2 separate regions of the Mus musculus genome follow, and region 1 is linked to region 2. Evidence: chromatin contacts called from public Hi-C data. All regions are on one chromosome and are shown on one strand. Each heading gives the region's core, a stretch centred on a gene start, on an enhancer-like site or on the middle of the called end of the contact. The rest is flanking DNA. Distances are from core to core; before and after follow the strand shown. Region 1 holds the start of Pmp22 (peripheral myelin protein 22). Region 2 holds the start of Ubb (ubiquitin B).

Region 1 (2,973 bases), core at 407-2,906, 580 kb after region 2:
AGAGCCCAGCAATGACTTCTAGGACACATCTAACCTTTAGAAATGACCCAGGAAACTGAAGATTTACTTCCATTGCCGCAGTCACTCCCCAGCCGCATGCCTTCTCGTGCAGCCGTATAACTCTGGGCATTCTCTAATCTGTTTTAGTACCGAGGTGGACAGGCCAGCCCCTTGAAGGGCTGTGATTGTTAAGTGTAGTGTGCTCAGAATAGGGGCGTGTTAGAGGACTGGACCTGTGTTTTGTTCCAGACACAGAGCTAATGGCTCTGAGCCTGTCATTAGGATCACCACGCCCTTCGGTGTAGGCAGCGGCCGTTCTTCCCAGAGGAAAACATTGAATGCTCAATGAATGCTCACGACAGGAGCACTAGTTGATTAGGTGTGGACCGAGTGCAGAGCTCTGGCTTCAACCTCTGCCATGCATCTCCTCTCAGCCTCCTGTGTGCCAAGCACAGGTACGACACCTGGCATTGGCAGGGAACTGAATAAAAATGTCACACATACTCTTTATTTTTAATCCGATGAGAAATTTTAAAAGATCATTGTCTGAAGAATGCTTCAAGTTTATTTTTTTATGTAATGAGCAAGCATATACAATTAGCTCAAGTAGCGGCTACTGTCAAAAAACAAAATAATATGGAACTATCTGAGTCTCCCAGGGCTTTATGACTCACTGCTCTTAACAGGTAGGGAGGGTGTGGATATGCAGGTAGAGACTTTAACACACGGGCTCCTTGCTCAGTCAGCCAATACAGGTGACCTGATGGTTAGTTGGGCACATCTCCAAGAAGAGCTGGCTAGCCTCTCCCTTCTTAACTCTGGGCGGCCACACTCAAGTGCCTATGAATCAGCTAGTTTCTCTGGCTGCTCTTCCTGCACCTCAGATGGCCACTTCTCTCACCCCTACCCCCATGGCCAGGACTCCAGCCAAGGCTGGGAGCCAGGCCAGCTTGCCTCAGGCAAACTTCGCCTGGAGCTTATATGCAGTTGTAAAATCTGGTTTTGCCAAGCTTAGGAGGAGCCGGATCCTAGAGCCCCACCCCTCTGTCCGTCTGTCCGTCCATCCGTCCGTCAAGCTTGGATTTTCCTCCCCTCCCTTCTCTCTTGGATTGGGGTCCCAGCCTAGCCCTCTAGATATGTACCCCGAATCCCAGTAAACCAGCATACTTTCTAGGTACAAACAGGGATAGCGAGGATGGGTGTTTTAAAGACTAGCCCAGTTAAGACCCCAGCGCAGGTCAGGTGCGCCAAGACCTGAGGTCCTGGCTGCTAGTAGGAGAGGTGATCCAGCTACACAGTCCCCGAATGGGCACAGTTCACTTCAGTGTTCCCGAGAACCCAGCACTGCGCACTTGGGGAGTGAGGCAGGGAGGTGGGTACGAAATCTAGCAATCTTTATCCATGTGCGCTGAGGGGACAGGGGCGAAGGTGCAATGTATTGGTCAACAGGGCCCGAGTACCACAGATCTAGGGAAGGTGAGAGACGAGAAGCCCAGGGTCCTCCAGCTTTAAGTAAAAGTCGAGGTTTTGCAGAGATCTGGTTTTTCCGGGGGTGTCTTTAAGTCCAAGTAACTGTCTGGCAGTCGGCGCCCCGCCCGCCCGCCTGCCCCCTCTCCTCAGGGAGGCCCGCCCTCCCGCACACGCTGACCCTGGGACACACCCTTCTGCAGCGACGCAAATAGGGCGTAGTTCCCGTTAAAGGGGAACACCGGGAGCCTCCCACTGCCCCCTTGCTTTGCGCGCGCGCTGACCCGCAGCACAGCTGTCTTTGGGGACGCCAGCAACCCAGTGGACGCACCGGAGTTTGTGCCTGAGGCTAATCTGCTCTGAGATAGCTGTCCCTTTGAACTGAAAGTAAGTTGGTAGGGAAAGTGAAGAAGGTGGTGGTGGTGGGGGGCATAAAGCTGGGCATCATCTGGAAATGCTATGCCTAAAGCGGGGACGGGGCTCTGACCCTCCATAGGGCCGCCTTGTGACAAGAACGTGGAGACCCCTTCCTACATCCTAGCCTACCGGAGGGACACACCTAGGACTGCCTCTGCATCGTCCAGACCAGGGTGGTGGCGGTGTCTGGATAGAGGGTTGCTGGGGCGGCCTTGTGATTCTTTCCAGAGGATGTACTGTTAAAATACACGAGTCTCTGGTCCTTCGGGTTCTAGCCGCAGGCCCTATGGTGTTCTTGGTCTCTGCTACTTGAAGCCATCCAATGAAATTTGAATTTTCTGGAAATCATGGGGAAAATCTTGCTTATATCTTCAGTGCATTCCTGGCTTTTTGTCTTTGATGTGTTCCTTGGGAGGAAAATGGACGTGTCTGGGATAGAATACTTGTCAAAACTAATTTAGAAGTCTCCTTGGTCTAAGGTTCTATCCTTAACTGGTTCACTCAGCTGCAGCCAGATTTTCACGGCTGTACACATTCACTATCAGGTCACCCAAGTTTTAGCTCCCTAAAGTCTGAAGTGGAGGGGGAGGTAGGGTAGGAGATAGTATCTTCGGACCTTGGAAACACGTCTTGCCTGCTCTGACTTGCGAGAATTCTCAGACTCAATCAGCCTCTTTACGCACTGTCTCCTTCCCTCCAGTCAGCAGCAACCAAGGGATAGGGCCCCTGGCGCATCTATTCGGGATGGGGCTTTGGACAGGGGTCCGCAAGTGCGGCGGGCTCAGCCTAGCTCTCCTTGGGGCCGTCCAGGGGGTGCCTGTGGAGCTGGCGGGGCTGAAGGCTCTTCACCCCCCGGGGCGCAGGGAAGGCGCGGAACCCTGCGCGCGGGAAGCTCCGGAGCCGGGCAATCCTCCAGCCCGCCTGCTCTCCCGCTCCCCCAGCCGCCAGCATCTAGGCCGAGCCGGGGGCGGGGCGGCTGCTCTCCGCTGGCAAAAACGGGTGGAAACTTGGAGGCAAGTAACGGAACGCGGGGCGCGCTGGGGTCTGGGAAACCAGCCTCGGGTGGCGGGCGACCCCAGGCCTCTGGCT
Region 2 (2,739 bases), core at 28-2,527:
GCAACAAAAACTATGCTACGGAAAAAAAAATCTATCTTGTCCAGATGCCATTCTTTTGAAATATTATTACTGGGTTGAAGTCACCAAACGATCTACTTTGAAAACAAAACAAACTAGGAAGCAATAACCCGTCTGGCAATTGCTGGAACTTACCCCAATGAAGTCATCGCATCAATCATAAGATCAGCACTCTGGCTGAGTCTGTGCCTCAAAATGTCTGACTCAGACATACTCTGCTTGTTGAAACAAGGTCCGACTCATGCTTCCTAATAAAAATAAAATACTATGCAAAGGAGACATTTTCTGAATTTCAATTCACTTCAAATAAAATTCTACCTGCTCTTTATTCTAGAAAGCAGACTTTGGGCTGGGGAATCAAACTGGAGCTTTTGGTTCATGCTAGGCAAACCAGCTATGTTCCTAACGTTTCCTTCAGTAATATGGTAATAACTCGTAAACCTTTACAGAGTGAAGTTTAATCTGTTAGCGTAGCTAGACTTCTTACTGTACGGAAGCCGGTAGCCTATGCAAACAAAACTGTTTACATGGCCATCCTCGTGACTCCGCATGACAAAGCAATCCGAGCAGTTCTGCTCCTTCCTTGTTGATCTCGATGAGGGAAAAGCAACCACACCCAAAACCTCAGAACCTAGTCCTGAGGTTGAGGTTCTAGGATTAACGGGCCCCTTCCCTTCCTTTGCACAATAGACATCCCAATGGGAGAGGTGGGTGAACCCCGGGTACTGAGTCTAATAGGCATTTCTCCTCTTTCCTTCCTTTGTTTGTAGATTGCTGGGGAGGGAGAGAATCTGTAAGTCCGGCCGGGCTCTGGGCTGGGTCTCTGGCTAAATCCTCAGCTTCCAGCCCGGCAGCCACCCCACTCCCACCCACATCTGGGCCCGTGGGCGGCTAAGCCACAAGACAAAACAACTAAAAACACTGGCTACGGAAGCATCAATGCTCATACTGGAGGGGGCCTGGGCGAAGCTAGAGTCCAGCCAGGGGGAGCAGGGTGAGGTCGCAATTCACCCTGTGGCGTAAAGCCGCCGAGCGATGGGTGCGAGAGAACCACGGGGAACTCGGGACGCGGGGTTCCGGACGCGGGAAGAGAAGACGCCCCTCCCCCACCTCAAGCAGGAAACATCAGTATTTCGCTAAGGCGAGCGCCCGCACATGCGCACTCGGTTACTTAGCAACGTCGACGTTAAACTGCCCGAGAACCGAGCCCAGCAACAATCGAGCGGCCCGCGACCTCCACCAATCAGCGTCGGCCTCATCTTTGACTCCTCACCAATCAGCGCTGGCGCCGCAAGGAGGTTTCCAGAGCTTTCGAGGGAGGGCCCTTTAACTTGGATTCATCCGCGTGATGATTTTTTCAATTTTTTGCACGAGAGGAGACGAGACGCCGGGAATACAGTGTCTCTCGTTTGGTAGTACTCTTTTCTTTGGTTCTGAAGAATCGGGAGCTCGGCAAAAACGCCTAATTGGTCTGGGGGAGGTGGGGGCCCGCGGAACTACTTTCGGTGGCGCAGGAAGACAACAGCTACGTAGGAGTGAGCAGTCACGCAACAGACGCTGCATAAATAGCGGCTCGCGCGGCCACTGAGCTCAGTGACGAGAGGCTTTGTCCGGTTCGGCGGTCTTTCTGTGAGGGTGTTTCGACGCGCTGGGCGGTTTGTGCTTTCATCACATTTGTTAACAGGTATTTGTCTACGGCGTTTGAATCATGGGAGGATTTAGAGAGGGGGCTTACGTGGTGCTAAGCGGGCCTTTTTTTTCTTGGGGTGGGGGAGGGGAGCGAGGTGACGTGACGCGGCAACGGGCCTTCCGGGAAGAGTGGGCCTTGGTCGCGTGCGCGGAGCGGGGGCGGCCCTGGCGCGCGCGCCAGGGAGCTTAACGGACGCTTAACCGATGGAGAGTCCATCGTGGTTATTTCAGTGGGGGGAGGCAGAAAAGAGGTACTTCTCACTCGGGCATTGTTTATTACTTGAATTTTTATCGATGGCTTCTGGTCTGGATATTTTTTATTTTCAATTTATCATGTCTATTGTTAGCGAACTTGGATGCCCCGCAGTTGATGAATGTTCCAAATGCCAGTTTAGTGTTTTGGAAAGGTTTAGCAGTTTGAAACCATGACAAAACAGGTTTTATGTTATGACAAAAAGGGGAGGAGTTTTGAGTAGAAGTATTTTGTAGGGAATCGAAGATTTTAGTAGGCTTTTAAATTTTTACCTTTTAAATTCAAGGTCAAAATGCAGATCTTCGTGAAGACCCTGACCGGCAAGACCATCACCCTAGAGGTGGAGCCCAGTGACACCATCGAGAACGTGAAGGCCAAGATCCAGGATAAAGAGGGCATCCCCCCTGACCAGCAGAGGCTGATCTTTGCCGGCAAGCAGCTGGAAGATGGCCGCACCCTCTCTGATTACAACATCCAGAAGGAGTCAACCCTGCACCTGGTCCTTCGCCTGAGAGGTGGCATGCAGATCTTCGTGAAGACCCTGACCGGCAAGACCATCACCCTGGAGGTGGAGCCCAGTGACACCATCGAGAACGTGAAGGCCAAGATCCAGGATAAAGAGGGCATCCCCCCTGACCAGCAGAGGCTGATCTTTGCCGGCAAGCAGCTGGAAGATGGCCGCACCCTCTCTGATTACAACATCCAGAAAGAGTCAACCCTGCACCTGGTCCTCCGTCTGAGGGGTGGCATGCAGATCTTCGTGAAGACCCTGACTGGCA

What was found. A called contact is a pair of places that touch in the nucleus more often than the background predicts.
Region 1: a Hi-C map of muscle stem cells shows a contact between it and region 2, with 2.5 times the contacts expected there. The contact joins the promoter of Pmp22 here to the promoter of Ubb in region 2. A contact is called at or near these places in 1 of 484 Hi-C or Micro-C datasets (muscle stem cells) and 1 of 115 datasets of contacts at active chromatin or transcription factors (bone marrow-derived macrophages).

What each region holds. Positions count from the first base shown.
Region 1 is chr11:63,129,801-63,132,773 of GRCm38.p6, forward strand. Pmp22 (peripheral myelin protein 22) reads left to right here and starts at 1,657. Exons shown (of 5, transcript NM_008885.3): 1 at 1,657-1,854.
Region 2 is chr11:62,549,894-62,552,632 of GRCm38.p6, forward strand. It overlaps Ubb (ubiquitin B), which reads left to right and starts at 1,278. Exons shown (of 2, transcript NM_011664.4): 1 at 1,278-1,702; 2 at 2,247-2,739. The coding sequence starts at 2,253.